Regions from separate parts of the Mus musculus genome. Here all the other regions are linked to region 1. The links are chromatin contacts, called in public HiChIP or PLAC-seq, capture Hi-C and promoter capture Hi-C maps. All regions are on one chromosome and are shown on one strand. The core of a region is the stretch at or near the end of the contact, and the rest is flanking DNA. Distances in the headings are between cores, read along the strand shown. Region 1 holds the start of A930005H10Rik (RIKEN cDNA A930005H10 gene). Region 2 has its middle 3.6 kb from the start of Gm40128. Region 3 holds the start of Frrs1 (ferric-chelate reductase 1). Region 4 holds the start of Trmt13 (tRNA methyltransferase 13). Region 5 holds the start of Slc35a3 (solute carrier family 35 (UDP-N-acetylglucosamine (UDP-GlcNAc) transporter), member 3). Region 6 holds the start of Mfsd14a (major facilitator superfamily domain containing 14A). Region 7 holds the start of Agl (amylo-1,6-glucosidase, 4-alpha-glucanotransferase).

Evidence for each region. Promoter capture Hi-C pulls out the DNA fragments that hold promoters and counts their contacts. HiChIP or PLAC-seq counts read pairs in DNA pulled down with a chosen protein or histone mark. Capture Hi-C pulls out chosen DNA fragments and counts their contacts.
Region 2: an H3K27ac HiChIP or PLAC-seq map of bone marrow-derived dendritic cells shows a contact between it and region 1, with 5 times the contacts expected there. The contact joins the enhancer-like site here to the promoter of A930005H10Rik in region 1. A contact is called at or near these places in 3 of 39 promoter capture datasets (hematopoietic stem and progenitor cells, pre-B cells and stem cell-derived epiblast-like cells), 1 of 115 datasets of contacts at active chromatin or transcription factors (bone marrow-derived dendritic cells) and 2 of 9 other capture datasets (adipose tissue and macrophages).
Region 3: a contact with region 1 is called in a capture Hi-C map of macrophages, with 6 times the contacts expected there. The contact joins the promoter of Frrs1 here to the promoter of A930005H10Rik in region 1. A contact is called at or near these places in 4 of 39 promoter capture datasets (hematopoietic stem and progenitor cells, liver, neutrophils and 1 more), 2 of 115 datasets of contacts at active chromatin or transcription factors (bone marrow-derived dendritic cells and microglia) and 2 of 9 other capture datasets (adipose tissue and macrophages).
Region 4: a contact with region 1 is called in a promoter capture Hi-C map of liver, with 4 times the contacts expected there. The contact joins the promoter of Trmt13 here to the promoter of A930005H10Rik in region 1. A contact is called at or near these places in 3 of 39 promoter capture datasets (cranial neural crest and liver).
Region 5: a promoter capture Hi-C map of adipose tissue shows a contact between it and region 1, with 3 times the contacts expected there. The contact joins the promoter of Slc35a3 here to the promoter of A930005H10Rik in region 1. A contact is called at or near these places in 1 of 484 Hi-C or Micro-C datasets (B cells), 1 of 115 datasets of contacts at active chromatin or transcription factors (bone marrow-derived macrophages) and 1 of 9 other capture datasets (adipose tissue).
Region 6: a promoter capture Hi-C map of adipose tissue shows a contact between it and region 1. The contact joins the promoter of Mfsd14a here to the promoter of A930005H10Rik in region 1. A contact is called at or near these places in 1 of 39 promoter capture datasets (pre-B cells), 3 of 115 datasets of contacts at active chromatin or transcription factors (the SCID.adh cell line, memory CD8 T cells and pancreatic cancer cells) and 2 of 9 other capture datasets (adipose tissue and liver).
Region 7: a promoter capture Hi-C map of pre-B cells shows a contact between it and region 1, with 3 times the contacts expected there. The contact joins the promoter of Agl here to the promoter of A930005H10Rik in region 1. A contact is called at or near these places in 1 of 39 promoter capture datasets (pre-B cells) and 2 of 9 other capture datasets (adipose tissue and liver).

Annotation. Positions count from the first base shown.
Region 1 is chr3:115,886,725-115,889,424 of GRCm38.p6, reverse strand. It overlaps A930005H10Rik (RIKEN cDNA A930005H10 gene), which reads left to right and starts at 1,295. Exons shown (of 2, transcript NR_015487.1): 1 at 1,295-1,661. Dph5 (diphthamide biosynthesis 5) reads right to left here and starts at 1,242. Exons shown (of 8, transcript NM_027193.2): 1 at 1,148-1,242; 2 at 828-985. The coding sequence starts at 962.
Region 2 is chr3:116,843,759-116,846,458 of GRCm38.p6, reverse strand. It overlaps the pseudogene Gm29736. Among named protein-coding and RNA genes, the nearest start is that of Gm40128, 3.6 kb to the right of the region's middle. Within about 2 kb of position 1,363, at least 54 of the 459 cell types and tissues checked have an H3K27ac peak or open chromatin away from gene starts, as enhancers often do. A contact at or near this core is called in bone marrow-derived dendritic cells, hematopoietic stem and progenitor cells and macrophages, where this site is marked.
Region 3 is chr3:116,860,325-116,863,024 of GRCm38.p6, reverse strand. It overlaps Frrs1 (ferric-chelate reductase 1), which reads right to left and starts at 1,345. Exons shown (of 17, transcript NM_009146.3): 1 at 1,316-1,345.
Region 4 is chr3:116,613,279-116,615,978 of GRCm38.p6, reverse strand. Trmt13 (tRNA methyltransferase 13) reads left to right here and starts at 1,392. Exons shown (of 12, transcript NM_030016.3): 1 at 1,392-2,220. It overlaps Sass6 (SAS-6 centriolar assembly protein), which reads right to left. Exons shown (of 17, transcript NM_028349.3): 8 at 1,882-2,073.
Region 5 is chr3:116,710,999-116,713,698 of GRCm38.p6, reverse strand. It overlaps Slc35a3 (solute carrier family 35 (UDP-N-acetylglucosamine (UDP-GlcNAc) transporter), member 3), which reads left to right and starts at 1,419. Exons shown (of 8, transcript NM_144902.4): 1 at 1,419-1,616.
Region 6 is chr3:116,661,405-116,664,104 of GRCm38.p6, reverse strand. It overlaps Mfsd14a (major facilitator superfamily domain containing 14A), which reads left to right and starts at 1,428. Exons shown (of 12, transcript NM_008246.2): 1 at 1,428-1,710. The coding sequence starts at 1,627.
Region 7 is chr3:116,806,754-116,809,453 of GRCm38.p6, reverse strand. Agl (amylo-1,6-glucosidase, 4-alpha-glucanotransferase) reads left to right here and starts at 1,288. Exons shown (of 34, transcript NM_001081326.1): 1 at 1,288-1,426; 2 at 2,037-2,186. The coding sequence starts at 2,105.

The DNA.
Region 1 (2,700 bases), core at 46-2,545:
TTAAGAAGAAGCCTATTTAGGATTCAAGATTTTTAACATAACCCTGAAACCTTCAAAATTCTGAGTTGTGAATCTGAGAGATATGACCGGAAGTTCTCTGGCCCACACTTTTATATGGAAGACTTGACAATTTAAAAAAACAAAACAAAACAAAAAAACCTTCCTCTCCTCCTCTAACAACACATCAGCATCTTATCTCAATATAGGGTTCACTTTAAGTTTGACAATCAAGCAGAAACTGACCCTTCTTGTTGTAACTATTATTTACATATTTACCCTGTTTAAGGTATATAATGCACTAATACATCCTCTGGTTACTTAGTCACTCTATATGTACATGTGGGAATGACAGCCTTCCTGGGAGAGTACATGTAAGGTCTCTTTGGCTATGTTGCAGACAAAAAAAAATGAGATCGCTGTTCCCTATGGAACTACTTCAAAGACGGAAGCTTTCAGATCGCTTGCTGAATGTATAAGCAACTCATTAAGCCTGTGTCAGCACCTCATTAGCACTCAACTCGGAAAGGATGTCTGGCTAGCTCATGAAATAACGGATTTGATAACTATCCCCAAGAGTGTAAAATAACTTTTTTTTTTTTATTTACTGGAGAAAGGCACAAAATTAGACTTGTAAAGTAGGACAAACTACCGTTTCATTTCCCAAGTCACTGAGTATGAAGTAGATCTTAATGGACAGGGTGTGTGTTTTACAGGGGCTTAAAAAAAAAAAAAAAAAGCAGACGCTTAGAGTCTGTGCAGTCTAGGGTAGGAGAATCGGACGCTAGCTAGATGTCTTCCCCAGAGGCCTGGGGACTTTAATCACGTACCAGGGCTTCCTTCCCTACAGTCAGGACTGAGGTGTAGGCTTCCAGATACACGCGACTGCATCGTCTCACAACTTCCAGGCCCTTGACTGTGATGTCCTTGGCATCTCCCAGGCCCAAGCCGATCAAGTAAAGCATTCCGAACTCCAGGGATGGGGAGACTGCAGAGCGAAGTGAACAACAGAAAAACGTCAGCTAACACCGGGGACCTAAAGTCTAGGGATGAACATAAAAACCAAGGTGGCACCCTGCGTGCGTCCGACACTCCTGCATACTCTTAGAAAATAATGGAATGACTGTTTTTAAAAGTGTGATCCGATTACCCGCTTAGAGACTCGGAGGTGATTCGCTGACGTCCCTCAAAGTCTCACTGCAGCCTTTTAATAATTGCAGTCCCCAAACCATGTGCCCATCAGAGACAGAGCTTCCGGGTCTCACCTAACGGCGCCGTAAAGCGCAGAGCCCTTCACAGCACTTTACGACTGGCAGGAGGCGGAGATGACAGACCGCTCCAGGAACGAGCTATAGAGCGATCGCATACCCCCCGCAAGGCCCTCCAGGACTCGCTGACTCCCGGGCAGAGGTCAAGGGTCAGGAATGGGTCCAGCTGTGCGCCTGGAAAGGACCCAGCGTGCCCACGCTCCCGGCAAGCCAGGACTCAAACATCCCCAAAGGGCGTCCGGGCTGATGACGATAGCTCCCAATCGCCCTCCAGACGCACACTGGCAGGAACAACCGGAGGGACTTCCCTGACCGACCCCGCGTTTGCTCAGCTTTGAATTCCCGCTCTGTAGATCTGTCGCAATTTAACCAGAAGTCACCCTGGTGAGGGGACAGGTTGGCTTGCCCTGCTGAGTGTGGTTGTTAAGTTCCCAGGGGGGGGGGGGGGGCTGTGACTCCTTCTAGGGGTTTGTCCCTGGGATCTGATACCAGAATGCCTCAAGGGAATCTGCCTTAGTCACCCTCGGTGGAGAGTGACCTTTTAAGAGTGCTCAAGGGATGACTAAATACGAATGTGATGACATATACGGATGAAAAATGCCATAATGAAGCCCATTACTTAGTATGCTAACCAAAGGATAATTTTAAAAAAGAAAGTAGTTCTATGGCGGGAAGCGCATAACAAAAAGGAAAGTGCTTTAAACCTCTCAGCGGTTGTTGCAGAGATTCTTAAAGATTGGTTACACGCAGCTCCAGTAAGCGAAAAGTTTACACTGCAGATGCTCTTCCTAAATTCACTGGTAACTTTATCCAAGTTGGGAAGACAGTTCATTGCTTCTCTTGGCACAATGTAATGGCCTTTCAGATTTTTCTTAAGTCTAGCCTTTTCCTCCAAGGGTGCACGAAGACCTGATTCTCCCTGTTCCCACTAAATTGATTTATTCTTTGCACCATATTAAAATACATACACCTCAAAATAGATCATGGTGTAAATGGAAAGACCTAAAATTATAACAGAAGAAAAAAAAAAAAGAAAAGAAAAGAAAATCTGACCTATCCAGGGAGAGATTTCTCAGGTATGCTATAAAAGGCATGTTGCAAAGAGAGAGGAAAAAAAGTCATACTTTAATAATAAAAACTCCCTTCAAAAGACTGAAGTCGTACACTGAGAGAAAATGTTTGCAAACCAGAAATTTGACAAAAGACTTGTCAACAGAGCAAACAAACCAAAGGAAGGCTATCAAGATGCTGGTAAAGGAACTTGTCACGCAAGTCTGACAACCTGAGTTTAATCCTGGAACCCAGTTAAAGGTGGAAGAAAAACAACTCCACAGAGGTCTCCCCTGACCACCACAGGCTGGCACACCCACACACACCCCCACACCCCCCCACACACAAACAAATTAATAATAAACTGAAGATGAATTCAAATCTA
Region 2 (2,700 bases), core at 114-2,613, 960 kb before region 1:
GATTCCCAGAGAATGTCTCCAAATTACATTAGTCAGATGCTTATAAAAACAAAACACACAAGGCTTCCTTCCTTCATCTAATCAGAAGCAAACATGCATCTTGATATACTTCCTGCTTATGCTCCTCCCACCGACCTGTTATCAAGCGCATCCTGGTAGGTTGGAGCAACCTACCTTGTTTACAGAAGTGAAAACTCAATCATTGTTATCTTGCATGAGCAACAGCCTCCGGCATTCCAGGAAGTTATCTGTTCTTGGGCAAATGGCCTTTACGATTTTATCTGTCCTTGGGCAAGAGGGGTTTACTGGTTAAAGGCATTTTTATTTTATAGTTCTCTTAGGCAAAATAATTAAAACTTAGAAATCATAACTTTAGCCCTCACAAAAGTATTGCTCCCCAAGCATTTCCAGGGAATTTAGAAATATGACTTCTTCTTTTTATTTATTTACTTATTTATTTATATGAGTACACTGTTGTCTTTAGACACACGCTAGAAGAGGGCATTGGATCCCATTACAGATGGTTGTAAACCACCATATGATTAGTGGGAATTCAACTCAGGACCTTTGGCAGAGCAGTCAGTGCTCTTTAACTGCTAATTTATCTCTCCAGCCCCACAATACAACTTCTTAGGATCATTCCACCTTCTGGATCAAGAAACCTGTGGAGTACTTTACGGCATCTACCAAGTAGTAATGACGCATTATTGCTGACCATTAATGTAAATTAAAAATTGATAAAATTGCTTAAGAACTTTGTGAGAGCTGCTCTCAGGTTACAAGCGTGTTGAGAGCTTGTTTGGGTACCAATTCCCAGGACTCCGAAGTTACAGATACTTGTGAACTACCATGCTGGTGTTGGGACCCAAACCCAGGTCCTAAGAAAGAGCACCAAGTGCTTTTAACCACTGAGCCATCTCTCCAGCCTCATCGCCCTTCTTTTTTGAGATTAGTGTCACTGGCTTTGGGCTCACCTGTTACGTTTGAGTAGCAGGCTAGCAGACAGGCTAATCCAGAGATCCGCCTTGTCTTCACTCCCCCAGTGCTGCAGTTTCTGGTTCATACCACCATCTGCAACCCTTTAAATCAGTTACCCGCTGAGTCATCTCTCAAGCTACCTATAATTGTTTTTCACTATTCTGTTCTTTTTTTTTTTTTTTCATGTTTTCTGTCACAATCCAAATTCCTGCTCTGAATTCACTTCTTCCCAACCTAGAAATCTCAGCGCCCCGAGGCTCACTCCTTGCCTAGGTTTCTATCTCTCCACCTTTCAATTGGAATCTCCGCTGAAGACTTACAGATACAAGATACTGCCAAGTATATAGAAGTTAATATACCCAACCTTGAACTCCCCGCCCTTCAGTACTGCTCCTCCCTTTCCAACAACTTCCCCATTTCTATAGATAGCTCTATTTCCCAACTCTTCTGGCTAACACCCAGGAATTACCTTTTTTTTTTCCTAAATGAATGAGGCAATTTATTAACCCAGCATCCTTTGTTCTAATGCTTCTTGTTGGCCGCTGCCGATCCTGTCCAGATCTCTCTGTCCCTGAGGTGTTAGCTTGCTGCCCCCATCTTGGTCCTTTCCCACCATTTTCAGCCCCTCCAGGGCTTGGAGGACACTCTTAAAGCCTCTGCTGAAGTGGCTGGGTCTGACACCTTTTCTCTGCCGTCCTCCGTAGATCTTGGTCATGGAAGCAACCTCTGCACCACCGCGGAGGTACAGGTGCTGAGCTGTGGAAGCAGCTCATGTGTAGAACCAGTTCTCATCATATGGGGCAAGCTCTATATGTTTGTGTCCACCCGGACTTTTTGAAGAAAGCTGCCAGAGCTCTGGTGAACTCCAGCTGGTTAACGTCTTTTACAGTAACTCCAGGCATCGTGTGGCCTCCGCGCTGCCAGCCAGGGGAAGGGGCGGAATTACCTTTTTGTTGTTGTTGTTGTTGTTGTTGTTGTTGTTGTTGTTGTTGTTGTTGTTGTTGTTTTCGAGACAGGGTTTCTCTGTATAGCTCTGGCTGTCCTGGAACTCACTTTGTAGACCAGGCTGGCCTCGAACTCAGAAATCCACCTGCCTCTGCCTCCCGAGTGCTGGGATTAAAGGCGTGCGCCACCACGCCTGGCGGAATTACCTATTTTTATTGCACTTTTCTTACTCTTTCCTCAGATTCTGGGCCTTAACAAATCACCCTCTCTCTGAGTCTTTAAAATATGCCAAAAATATATTTCCCATTAGTTGTGTTCATTTCTTTTCTTGAAACATAGTCTCCCAGGCTGGCTTCTAAGTCTCCAACCTTCTGCCTTGTGAGTGGGAGTAAGGCAACCACCAACACACAAAGGCAAATCTGTCTGTTTCTAACTTCCTTTACCTCCACCTCTTCATCCTAAGCTTCCAACATTTCGTCACTCTGCAACAGTTATGCTCTCTGGATTTATCTTCCCTTACATAATAGTTTGGGTGCATCTTCGAAACCCTCTTCACCTTCCAGTTCTCTAAAATAAAATATAGTTCTTATCTTCTCATAGAGATTTTTATTTTTAGTTATTCATACATGTCTGTGAGTGTGATCGTTATGTATCCGTGTCTGTGAGTGTGATAGTTATGTATCCATGTCTGTGAGTGTGATAGTTATGTATCCATGTCTGTGAGTGTGATAGTTATGTATCCGTGTCTGTGAGTGTGATAGTTATGTATCCATGTCT
Region 3 (2,700 bases), core at 96-2,595, 970 kb before region 1:
AGGACAGCTAGCAGAAGTCAGTTCTCTCCTTCCATCATGTACAACCTAAGGGTTGCACTCTGGTCATCAGGTTCTCTGAACATCTCCCCTACCTTGATCCATTTACCCATTATCACCTGTCAGGGACCACTGTTGTGACCCAGAGCAAATTATTTATTCTCACTCTCACTTAGGCTTCTTATTTTTGGAGGCAGTACCAGTTTAAAAAAAAAAAAAAAAAAAAAAAAAAAAACTACTTTGTAAGAATTAAATAAAACACCTAACCAGGCACACACTATTAATCATAGTAGTCAGAAGGCAGAGGCAAGCAGATCTCTGTAAGTTTGAGACCAACCTGTTCTATAGAGAAAGTTCCAGGACAGCTAAGGCTACTTAATGAGATCCTAAGCCAGGGCTCCGGATAAAATAGCCTTCTTTCCTTGGAATCTTGCCTAGTTGTACCAACCTGAAGTAAGTGTTCTTTTCTTAGAAATGTACTATTAGCTAATAGAAACTTGTATCACATTTTCCTCCACCATTGCAGACTTACATACCTGTAGCTGAACTGAAAGTTTAAAGTTTAGCTATGTTAGGAGAAATTCCAGAAAGCACATTTGTTAGTTGAAATTTTCCCTTTGACCTTAGACATTATGGAAAGAAAAAAGGAAAGGAAAGAAAAGCGAGGGAGAGGGAGAGGGAGAGGGAGAGGGAGAGGGAGAGGGAGAGGGAGAGAAGAGAAGAGAAGAGAAGAGAAGAGCGAGACGAGACGAGACGAGAAGAGGAGGAAGAGAAGAGAAAAGAGAAGAGAAGAGAAGAGAAGAGAAGAGAAGAGAAGAGAAGAGAAGAGAAGAGAAGAGAAGAGAAAAAAAGGAAAGGAAAGAAAAGAAAGGAGAAGAGAAGAGGCTGCTGGACATGCACAGACATAAGAACACACACACACACACACACACACACACACACACACACACACGAGTAACTCGCACATGGGCAAACTATGACATTAGGTTTCAATGCAAAAGTCAAGTTTCCGTTGTTCAATTTTTCTTATGGAGCACAAATTAAAGTCAATACTTTTCGGGCCCTCATGCTCGTCTGTCCTTACAACTACCCCATTTTGGGGATTAGGGCTCTTTAGTCAAAGTCACGAGGCATATTGGGAAACTAAATCGCTAGACAGATCAAGACAACCCTGCCGGCGAGCGCAGCCCTCCTCCAGCCTCCTGACTGCCAGACCACGCAAGGTGCCTGCTCTCGCCGCCGTCGCCCAGCTAGCTCTGATTTTTATAAGCTTTACCAAGAGTCTTGACACAGAAAACTAAACAGAACGGGCTCTTACCTTGAGCAGCAGAGGCAGCCTGAGCAACTTCCGGCTTGGCTCCGGCGGGTACCGCGGAGCTGCAACTAGGCGGAGCCAGCTTACTGGGAAACCGGCAGGGAAGGCTGGCGACCCAAGCTGCCCTACCTGGTTTCCGAGCCCGGGATGGGCTTTAGGACTGCACATGTGAAACTAGAAGGGTTCTGTTTCTAAAAAATAAAAACGCTCTGCGTGTTTTTAACTCACTAGCTACTGTTGCACTGAGCAAATTACACTTTCCTTGGTTTTCTCTACCAGCCTATTTGAATGCATACCTGTTGCCTGTGACTCAAAGACAAAGGCACCTGCTCCTCCTGCCTGAGCGAGGTAGCCATATTCAGCAAATAAGTAGGATACCCAGTTCCACTGCAATTTCAGTTAGCAGTGTGAGTACTGAAGTACGCAGTACCACAGGCATGCTGATGGCTTGGTTTGGTTTGCTTTTTAATGACTGGCTAAATATAGAATTGAAGTTCACCGTGAGAATTTACAGGACCACCTCCGCCCCCTTTGTTTTTGTTTTGAGACCGGGTTTCTCTGTGCAGCAGCCTTAGCTGTGCCTCTGCCGCCTTCTGGGTTAAATGGGTGGACCACCACTCCCAGCTTTAGTCCTTCTCCCCACCCCACCCTTTTTTTTTTTTTTTTTTTTTTTTTCTTAAATCTAGCAGCACTCCACATACTATTTAGTTACCTACAAAATTTTGTAAAGAAATCGTAGCGCACAGTTTTGTTTTGTTTTGTTTTTGGTGGGGGGGGTGTGAGACACTGTTTCTCTGTGTAGCCTTGGCTGTTCTAGAACTAGCTGTGTAGACCAGTCGGGTCTCAAACTCACAGGGATCCTCCTGCCTCTGCCTCCACATTGCCAGGATTAAAGGTCTGCACTACCACCACCCAAAGTGCACAAATTATAAAAGTTGAAAGGACTCTTTCGAGATTTCTTTTTGTAAAGTACAACTTGAAATGCGTGTGGCTGTGGCTTCCCATTGTCTCTTTTTAGTCTGTGCCTTGCATTATTTTGCAAAAGAACATGTTCAGTGCTAGGGAAAAAAATCTATATCTGAAAAATGTTAACCACGTCGTCCTAACTTGGGAGGACGTGTGGGTTGGGGGAAGGATCGTGAGGCAGGCTTTGACCTGTGGTTACCCATTGCGCAACACCAGTAAATTCTTTAGATCCATTTGAAAAGAAGAGATAGGAAAGAACACCCACCTCTGAACGGCCTAGGAAGAACTGTTAACATTTAACAAACGCCCCACCCTCAACCCCACCCGCCCCACCCCCGCAGCAGCCACCGCCCCAGAAAATTAAAAGGGGGGCTTTAAGTAATGAGAGCCCAAATCTTGTTTCCAACCTAAAGCAGCTTGGG
Region 4 (2,700 bases), core at 143-2,642, 730 kb before region 1:
ATGTGAAGTTACAGCTTAAACAGGAAATGTCCCCGCAGGCTGGATCTTCAGCTGGAGGCACTGTATTGGGAGGTTGTGGAAATGTGGAAGTGGGGCTTAGTAAAGGAAGTCAAGTCGCTGGAAACATGTCCTCAAGAGATGTATCCTGGCATGTCACTGTGTTGTCACAGTTCCCCTAACCACTTTCTGTCCATGTGAAATGAGTACCACATGTCCCAACTCCAAGGCACTGAATCCTATGCACAGCCAAAATGAAGCTTCTGAAATGGTGAGCCAAAATAAATGCCTCTCCCTTAAGTTGTTTACGTAATATTTTGTCACCGGTACAAAGATAACTACCACAATGAGGTTATATAAAAACATAATTGCCAGGTGGTGGTGGCAGCACAAGCCTTTAATCCCTGCACTCAAGAGAGAGAGAGAGAGAGAGAGAGAGAGAGAGAGATAAAGGACAATCTCTGAGTTTGAGGCCAGCCTTATCTACAGAGTTCCAGGGCAGCCAGGGCTACACAGAAAACTCTCACTGGAAAAACCAAAACCAAAAAAAATCCCCAAAACAAAAACAAACAACATAGTAAGATTATTAATATACTAGCTAGTTTGGGGATTTAGATGGGAGAAATCATATAGCATTATAATGAAGCCATTGATCTACTAAGGTACCAAGTGTGATGTCAGAAATGCTGCACTACTACAGGAAGGGTATAGGATAGAAATCCACACACACAGCTATTGTTGGTGCAGAATGTTTCAAGGATCTACACATAAAATGGGTGGAGCTTTAGCGTCTAAACATTATAATGAAACAGAATGTTGATTATCTCTGTTGTTAAACACAAAGACCTTAACAACCAGAAACAAGCTAAGCATGGTGCCACACACCTTTAATCCCATCACTTGGGAGTTAGAGGTAAGCAGATCTCTGAGTTCAAAGCTAGCTTGGTCTACAGAGTTCCAGGACTTCCAGGAATACACAGAAACTCTATCTCAAAAAACAAAGCAAACAAACAAAAATCAGAAATGGCGGCACAGGCCTCTGGTCCACCTACTAAGTAAGGCAAAGCCGCTTTGAGATCAGGAGTCTGAAGCCAATCTCGGGGACACAGGAAACCCTGTCTCAAAATACATACAAATAAATCTGAAAATAACTTCTACTAATAGAGACTATCACTCGTGCCAAGGCACGCACAGATGTGCTGTAGCAAACACCAACACTGTTTACATTTCTCTGATGTGCAAGGTTTGAAGCTCACTGCAGAGCACTTGCCAAGTATGCAGAAGGCCCTGGGTTAAACCCCAGCAGGGCAAAACAAACATTTCTGTGTGCTGGAAAGAAAGACAGGCAAACAACAGCCGGGTTACACCCCTCTCTTTCCCTGGCTGGAGCAAGCGAGTAACAACAGAACTCTGTGTTGCAGCCTCAGCATCTCTGCAGTGAGGTTAAGGGTGGCACCTAAATACGGGGTTCATTTCTGGAAGTCACTTCCACAGTGTCTGTGGTTACCTCGCACATGCTCAGTAAGCAACAGCTACTGTCTAGCAGTAGTATCCTCACTGGTCGTTCCACTTCATAGAGCTGCTGGACTACACTTGCCAACGCTGTGAGACACAGACACTGCAGTAATATTAAAAGGAACTGAAAGGATCTGAGGGCTGCTCCCGTGAATATTCCAACTCCACACTAAAATACCCAGTCTGTTTCCATGCTGTCCTGAACCAGCTCCGTCATCACACTTGCCACTCCCTGTTTTCTCTGCAGTGAGATGATCACTGTAGGGACAGAAGTTCTGTGCAGAGCATCCAAGGGAACAGCAGCCACTGAGCAGCACAGTAGCCACACTAAAGCCGAGGGAGCCCGCAACAGCAGCCAGCACGGGATACCTCTTCCACGCCAGCCAGCTTCGCCTTTAGCTCTCGGACAGTCGAGTCTCCTTTATACTTCCTCTCGGTGAGCTCTTTATTAGCTGCCTCTAACTCGGACAATCTGCTTTGTAGCTGGTGGATATTCCGTTGATGGAGGGTTTCCAGTTCCTTTTTCTGTTGCTCGTGCTGCTGTTGGCACTGAACTTGGGTCTATTATAGAGCAGTATGTCAAAGGAGAAAGAGCAGAAGTATAAAGATCAGAAAAAACAAAACATCATTTCTTCATCCTAATTTCTTCATCGTTTTCCAATTTCCCTGCTTAGAAGAAGTCTAATTACAGATTTCACGAAAGAGCAGGTAAGGTAAACAAAGGTAATTCCCAACCCTGAGAAGGTGTGATCCAAGGACCAGAACTTCAAAGTCACTCCCTGCTACACAGCAAGACTGAGGCCAGCCTGGGCTACACAATACTCTGTCTTAAAAAATAGCCTAACCAGAGTACAAGTAGACAGTCTTACTTGGAGGGAGCAAAAATATATAAAATCCCCAGTCACAAATATTATTTAATAAAAATGTAAATAAAAAAAAAAAAAAAAAAAAGAGGGGGGCCCAGGCATGCGGGTAAACTCCTTTAATCCTAGCACTCGGAAGGTAGAGGGCAGAGAATCTGAGTTCCAGGACAGCCAGGGTTACACAGAGACCCTGTCTCAAAGGAGGAGGGGAAGTATGCAGCTACACTCACTAGAGCCCTGTGCCACAGATCTCAGTCACTCAGAACTCATCGCTGGAGTGTCATTTACCCAATGGCTCACTCTTGTACCATGTAGTTTTATCTGT
Region 5 (2,700 bases), core at 170-2,669, 820 kb before region 1:
GAGTGCTCTAGCTTTTGATCCTAGCTAGCACAGAGAGGCTGAGACAGGATGGTTGCTAAGAGATCGAGACCTTCAATGCCAGCCTGGAGCCATCCTGAGCTACAATGTGAGACCCCGTCAAAAAAAAAAAAAAAGTAAGAAGTATAAGAAGTATTGTATTTGTTACTTTCTTTTTGCCTGAGAAAGCCACTTAGAGGGAGGACTTATTAGTCCTCCCTGAAACATCATCGTTTCAGATGTTTTGGTTCATGGTGACTAGGTTTCATTGCCTCTGGGTCTCTGGTTGGAACTTATGTACTGGGGCAGTTATTTACCAAAAAAAGCATACAGGCTGCAAAGAGAGCTAGAGGAAAGGCTAGGTTAAGACACACCCTCAGCGACCCACTTCTTCCAAATAGGCTTGTGCCACCATTTACACCATCTCCTAATAATACCTTCAAAGATTTAATACATCAGTGGCTTAGGTCAGAGGTTCACTATCCATTCACTTCCCCCAACATCAAAGTCCATTAGCTGGCAACCAAACCTTTACCACATGATGAATCTTTGGGGGACGTTTTAGGTTCGGACCCTAGCAAATATCAAGATCTAATCCACATTCCATCCCCCAGAAGTTTTCTGAAGGTCGGATTACACAAACATTTAAGCGAGGCATCATGTGCTAACAGTCATTTAATTTTATTTTTCTCCGTTGTTTTCTAACGATGCTTCCCTAATGGATGGTTTTAATCATTTGCCACGCAAAGAAGCGTAAGCTTAATTCTAGGAGCATTGTTTTAACAGGGAAGGGATAAATCTGCTGTATCCGATGATCAATCCGGACCCAGAATATTACATTTCAGCCTGTCCACAGCCAGCAATGGCTACAGTGGTTGGGAACTTTTGGAAATACATTAGCAGACTGAAACGTAATATGCATGAGATTCTTGCAGACAGGAAGAGGTAAATTGCTCTCTTTCTCTCTTCACCTTTCCCCTGGTTAGTGACACTAAGCCCATTCTGCGTTCCTGACACTCTTCCAGGTCTCCCAGGGTGGGGGACAGGGATCATTCCTAACCGAACCAGCTGGCTCCTAGACTAAGGTTGGTAACCTGCACCAGGTATAATCTTGTTTTCAACTCACTGGTGGTCATTTTCAGGAGCCAAGATCCGCCTCCCGGTTCTCATCAGAGTTCTTTGATCCAAAGGACTTTGTCCCCTTCCTTAAGTGACAGATCATCCCGCCACTTTCTGCCGCAGGACTGTGGGGAGAGAGACACCTTCCTATCAAACTCTCCGGCGACCGTGAGACTGTCACGGGAGCTGCGCGAGGAGCAGCCGCGGTTGGGGTCGCCTCAGGGACGCGTCCCGCAAGCGCGAAGCTGGGGCCCCCGGAGCCGAACAGGGAACGGCGTTTGCCGGGGCCGAGGCGGAAGCCGGATCCTTTGGCGGACCGGACCGCGGGAACCCGGAAACGCCTGGGCCTCACCGAAGCGGTCCGGGCCACAGAGCCGGCGGGAGCCGGCGGTGCTGCGGGTCAGCGGACGCGGCGGAGCCGACGGGCTCGGCAGCCTGGGTCTCCCGGCGTCGCGGAGCCCGGGGCTCCAGTGCGGGCAGCTGGCCGAGCCGCACGGCGGGTGAGCGGAGGGCGCTGGGGGAAGCTGGCGGGACGCCGAGGCCGGGCTGGGAGGGCGCGGGGCGGTTGAGGCCACCGGGACCACAGCGGACGGCTGCAGCCCTAGTTTATGAGGAGTAGATGAATGGGCGCCTTGTACCTCCGGCCTGGACGTGCCGAAACGTTCTGGGTGGAGGAGGAAAAGGTCGGGAGGGGAGGGGTGTGGCAGGCAGTGTGCCTGCAAGCTCCAGACTGGCGGGCCAAGTGCCTTGGGGGCCAGGCTGGCGGCCTGTCCTTCCGCGGTCATTTCGGGAGCTCCGGCTCAGCCTGTGACCCCGGGCTAGGGACGAGTCTGCTCGGTGAGAAAGGACGGTGTAGTCAAGAAGCTGCAGGGACTTGGAGAGATGGAAAGGGTGCCCGTGGTAAGTCTAGACCGAAGGCGATGGGTGTCCATCAGTGTGTGTGGCGAGAGTTTGCAGGGGTTCTAAGTATTGAAGAGTGGGGAGCTTAGTGAACATTTTATTTAAGCTAACTCAAGTTTCTGCTAGTTCAGATTAATTAAGGGATATTAAACGAAGTAATGGGTTTTAACTGTAGCAAGGCACTTATAGGAGTGTGCCCTTTATTATATCCTATTAAACGCAATATTTGAAGATGGCACCTGAGTTGAGTCTTTGTAGACACTTATTTTGGTAGTTACAGGTAATGTTTGGTTGTTTCTCACGTCTTCATTCCGTTGCTACTAACTCAAGTTGCTTGCTTTCAAATGAATGACTCCTACGTTTATGCGTCTGACTAACTTCCCTCCCTTTAAATTTTTTCCTACCGCATCTGCCCTTATTTTCTGGTCACTTTCAGGTGCACCATACCAATAGCTTCCAAAACGGAACTTGCAGCTTTAAGTCTTTCTGCCTTGGAACTACGCCTGACCTGATAGCACACGCATGAGCAGGGCCCCCTCTCTTCTCTGTCTCACTATCTCCTGGTTCTCTTCATCCACCCACACACCCCCACTCCTGCCCCCTCTTCACTGTGTGTGGCTGTGCTGGGCAGTGAACCCCGTGGGAATTGACGGAGCACTCTGTCACTGAGCTGTAATTTTAGTT
Region 6 (2,700 bases), core at 179-2,678, 770 kb before region 1:
CACATGTGTGCCCCCTGCTTTCTCCTTTACCTTGTCTAATAGTTACTTAGGCCATGTAATAAATAGCCTGATGTTCAGTGGCCTGAAGAATCCACCCACACCCAGGCTGCTCTCAGATTTGTCCTTGAATTCCTGATTCTCCTTCATGCCAGGATCTAGGCATCCACTTCTATGCTGGGTTCACTGATTGTTGGTGATAGAATCCGCAGCCCTATGCTTACAGGAAAAGCACTCCAAAAGAACCAGCTACAGCCCCATCCCAGTAATGTGGCTAAGCTGGGTATTCATAGCTGAAGGTCTCATAAAGTTTGCAGTCAGCTCAAGGCTTGACCAGGCATAGAGGATCTCGTTCCAAGATAATCCACAAAGCTTTGAAGGAGATTTCAGCTCAACGGCAGCACCTCTCCATAGTTCCTCTGGTATTATGGCATAACAATCGGCAACCCCTGACTGGAGTAAATGAAGAGCCTAGCAAAAACATACAGTACCTTTTATGACCTCTCCTCTAAAGTCAGTGCTGTCATTTCTGCTTTGCCCTGTTAAAACAAGGTCATCCATCACTAACCAGGCCACAAGCCAGGAGAGGGAGGGAGCCCCTTCCACTTCTCCCAGGGAGGAATATCACTGAGTTTGGGAACATTTATCTTACTTAGAGCCACCACATCCAGGATCGCTGTTGCCACAGTTTGGTTTGTTTCCAGTTCCCCTTTATCGAACAGTTTGATGGGGGAAAGCATGTGTTGTGCTCGTTCATACCTAGCACTGAAGGTATATTTAAAGGAAAGTTTTCCAACAGTTACCAAAATGAAGACTTTGCTAGACATGGTGGCACATGACTTTGATCACAATATGGGAGGTAGTCAGGGAGATCTCTCAGTTTGAGGCCAGCCTGGTCTACATAATGTGCTGCCTCAAAGTAAATGTCAGTACTGTTAATATCACATTTCATATTCCACCTGTCTGCTCTTTCTACCAGTCTTCTAGTCAAACCAATTTTTAAAAGCCTATAAAGTATGGCATCTAGTTTACACTGGGAGAGAATGTACTGGTACGTGGGGGTATGTAAGCCAGCATGACCTAGCTGGGCATCAGATCAACAGCTAAAACTCCTCTACCTGCTACTGACCATTCCTGGAAAACTTTCCCGTTGTCCCCTTCAATTCTGTTTTGGTGGGGATGCATTTGATGCGGATGCTATTAGCCTGGGACGCCTGAGCATCTGAGAAACTATTTGTCAGATTTGAGTAGGTAAAAACTTTTCGGAACTTGAGTTCATCTGTGAAGGAAAAACTGTTAAAATAGCCATCGCTCAGCGCCTTAGAGGGCAAAAGCTAGGCAGCCAAAGCACCTGGCTCCACCCGCTCCCGCGGCACCTCCCAGTCCTCCGCTATTGCAGGGTTGGAGGGGCGTGCCCGCACTGCGGGGGCGTGGCTGCGTCACGGGGGCGTGGCGAGCGACTCAGCCGATCGCACGATGTGACGCGCCGCCCGAGGCAGGCCGGGCCCTCAAGATGGCGGCGTGCGCCCTGAGCGGCTCGGCCCGGCAGTAGTGGCGGGACCGCACTCGCCGCTGGGGCCGCCCGCCCCCTGAGTGGCTGCTGCAGCGCCGGGAGTCGAGGATGGTAAAATGACCCAGGGGAAGAAAAAGAAACGGGCCGCGAACCGCAGTATCATGCTGGCCAAAAAGATCATCATTAAGGACGGAGGCACGGTGAGTGCTGCTGGTTCCGCGCCGCAGGACGGCCCGGGTGCGGGCCCGGCTCGCTCTTCCCCCCGCTTCCGCCTTCGCTGGGCCGAGAGCGCCCTGCCCTTCCGTGCCGCCGGCGCTGCCGCGGTCTCGGCCTGCGGCCTCCGCGGCCTGGCTCCCCTGGACGCTGCTGGTACCTCCGGCGGGGCACTGCGTCTCGGAGCCTGCGGCCTCGGCCCACGTGCGCCCGGCCTCGGGGAGGAGGCGGCGGCCCCTCCGCAGCCTCGCCAGGCCCAGCGCGGCGCGCGGGGAGGCTGGGCAGCCTTGCGCTCCGTATGCTGTGGCGGGTGGCCGCCGCCGCGGCCCGCTGGGCCAGGGTACGTGCGTTGTCCCATCGCGGTCGCCGGGAGCCGGAGCAGCGGCTTGGAGCTGTTCGGCTACCTTGTCGGGGAGTGGGCTCGTCCCCTCTCCCGGCGTCGGAAGCCTGACCTTCCCTGGGGCCCTCTCCGTTAGAGAAATCTTCACCTTGTGCCTCAAAATAAGTCTTTAGAATTGGTCATGGCGTGAGGATCGGAGACAGATTCTGGCAGGCGGACTGAGGCTAAAAATGTGCCTTTTAGACAGTCGTTACTCGCAGAAAACTTTATGCACTGTGCAGTGTGCTACCAGACGTCGATATAGGATTTGTCATTGGAAAACAAACGTACACTTTTGTTGTGCTGTGTGTTTGTAGCGTTACACTCTGATCTTTGCTGACTCCTTTGGTATCGCGTTCCGAAATAGAATGGAAAAGTAAGATGTGTCTCTGTGGTGAAGTTGCAGACATTGTTTCTTTCCATTTGTTTGTAGTTTAATGGAGCCTTGATCAATGCTAGCAAAGCACTAAATATGTAAGTAGGCCACCGCGGAGGATTTGCTGAAATCAGTTTGAAATAAATGACAACTTTCTTTTGACATTTGAGAACATGGCCTAGTCCAACTGCCATCATTTAGAAAGCTTGGGACATATGGAAC
Region 7 (2,700 bases), core at 39-2,538, 920 kb before region 1:
GGTAATCTACATTTAAAAAAGAAAATCAGAGAAACCCAACATACAGCGATAGAGTGTGGTATCTGAGTCACCGGCTCCCATTCTTCAACCCTCCCCAAACGAAGACCTGCTGGGTTCATTAGTCTAGCAGGCAGCCTTCAACTGGGGGATTTCATGGTCAAGCAGGAGTTTGTAGCCAGTTCACAGAGGGCGCACTCTGGCCTCCACACTTCCTAGGAACACAGCAGAAGAGACGCCTAAGGGAACATCAGACCTGAAGGAGAAATCTTGAGATGACTGTCACAGAAAAACCAGAACGTCTTTATAAGCTAGAATGCACACTCATTCTTCCATTTTACCAAGTCCTTATTGATATCAAGCCACGGAAAATAATGCCAACCTTAGATGAAGGGTTTAGTGAACCAAAATCATCGGGAATGTACTTGAAATCACATACACTCCGTTGTTCATGAAGCGGCTTTAAGCATGTTACTTAACCTTTGAGGGAGTCTGTTTCCTTGTCTTTAAATCAACGGTAACCAAATAATAATAATAAAAATAAATAAAAAATAAAAATGCATGTTTGCTGTGACAAAACCCTGAACCAAAAGCAAGTTGGGGAAAGAAAGTGTTTGGCTTACACTTCCTGGTCACAGTGCTCTATTGGAGGAAGTTAAAGCAGGAACTCAACGAGAAAGACCCAGAGGCAGGACCTCAAGCAGAGACCATAGAGAAGTGCAGCTTGCTGGCTTGCTCCTCCCGGGCTGGGCCGCCTGTTTACCTATGGAACTAAGGCCCATCTGCCCAGGGGTGGCCATGCCTATTTTCCTCCCATATAGCAACCATAAAACAAGAAAATGCTCCCATGCACAAGCCCACAGGCCAATCTGATGGAGGCAGTTCCTTAGCTGAGGTCCCCTCTTCCCAGCGACCAGTGTGTCACAAGGTTAATGAAGCCAAGCAGGGAATTTTAAGAAACTTGGTTTTCCCAACTTTGCATTTTCTTCCCAGAAAGAACGTCCCTAACTAAACATTATCCCAGCTCTTCTTCGCTCTTGAACTCACTTTTCCTAGAGAGGCAGAGCGATCGCACATCAGGGCAATGACAGTTCCCAAAGCCCAGACCCCCTCAAACCCACAAGCCGTGCCCACCTCTCGCGAGATCAGTGGTCTGTGCTAGCGGGGGCGATGGCTCCCGGAAGTGGGCGGGGAGGCAGGGCCACGCCCCCCAGGCTAGTCCGGGGCCCAGCGGAGTCGGCACGTCCTCCGGCCGCGGGGGGCGGAGTCTCGGCGGCCCTGGCCTGTCACTGTCCCCTGGCCCGGGTCCCGGCGCCCCTCCCCGTGCCCTTCACGGCCGCCCTGCCCTCCCCGGGCCGCCGCTGCGTCCGGCGTTCCCGCTGTACCCGGCTCCGGCTCCCGCTCCCGACGCCGCACGTCTATCCCGCTCGTAAGTGCCTGGAATGCGTCCGTCTCCGGACGCGCATTCCTTCTATCTATAGCCGCTCTGTACATCGCATGCCACCGCCGCCGCAGCTATTCCCGGGACAGCAACTGCTAACCTCTCCAATCACCTCCCTATTGGTGGCTTCAGACCCGAATTTGGGAACTGGGCGCTCTTCCACCTGTTCAGCAGCCTGATCTGCTGGAGGCTACAGTGCCATTTGGAGTTTTCAGGGCCCCCTGGCTCAGGAACGGAATTTATGCCACTGAACTCCAGGGTTTTCGCGGATGCATTGCTTTTCTCTGAGAATGCTTTAGGGGTTTTGTTGGTCTGCTCTGTTTTGAACTGAGTGTAAGACTCTACATCTTTGCTTCAGGCTTTCTTATTCTGCTCCAAGAGAGAAGAAACTTCTCCCTTGTTGGGCTTTACTGACAAGATTTTGCTCTTTCTCATTGCTCTTCTTGGCTTTAAACCTATCTAGGACATGTAAGTGCCGCTGTCAACTCCAGAGAGTTTTAGGTCATATTTTCTTTTCTTTTCTTTCTTTCTTTCTTTTTTTTTTTCTTCTTCTTCTCCTTTTTTTTTTTTTTTTAAATAATTCCACTTTGTTTTATAGGGGTAACTCATTCCACTTTGGAGTCCTTTTAGTTCTACGGAAAGAGTTCGAATCCTCCAGAAGCCAAAATGGAACACAGTAAGCAGATTCGAATTTTACTACTGAACGAGATGGAGAAGCTAGAGAAGACCCTCTTCAGACTTGAACAAGGTCCGTTGCAAGTTGTTTGATTAGCTCTTTTTATGTCTTTTAATGCATTGGCGTTCTATTAGATTTTTTTTTAACTTAAAATTAGGGACTGGGTGTTGGCAGGTAGAATGCATGCTTAGCATAAATGAGGCTGTAGATTCAGTCCTCTGCATGAACAGACACACACACACACACACACACACACACACTCGCGCACTCAAATAACTTTAAGTTAGCTGAAATTTCATAGATCTTGATTTGTGCCAAAATGGTAGGTACATTGGTGGTGAGGAATGAATGTTGATTAAGAATAGACCTGTCACGTTAGCACAAAGATAGCTCAGCTCATCTTGCTGCAGACGACCACCGGAGGCAGACACTACAGGTTATAGGAAGTCCCTCGTGGGTAGAACTTGTGCCTAGCCTGGGTTCAGTCCCTACCTTAGGGAGAAAAAGAAGTGGTAGAGAGTGCGTGTGCAGTTAAAAGATTGAGCATGTTATTAGTAATAGCATTTATTGTTATAACTCGTGAAAT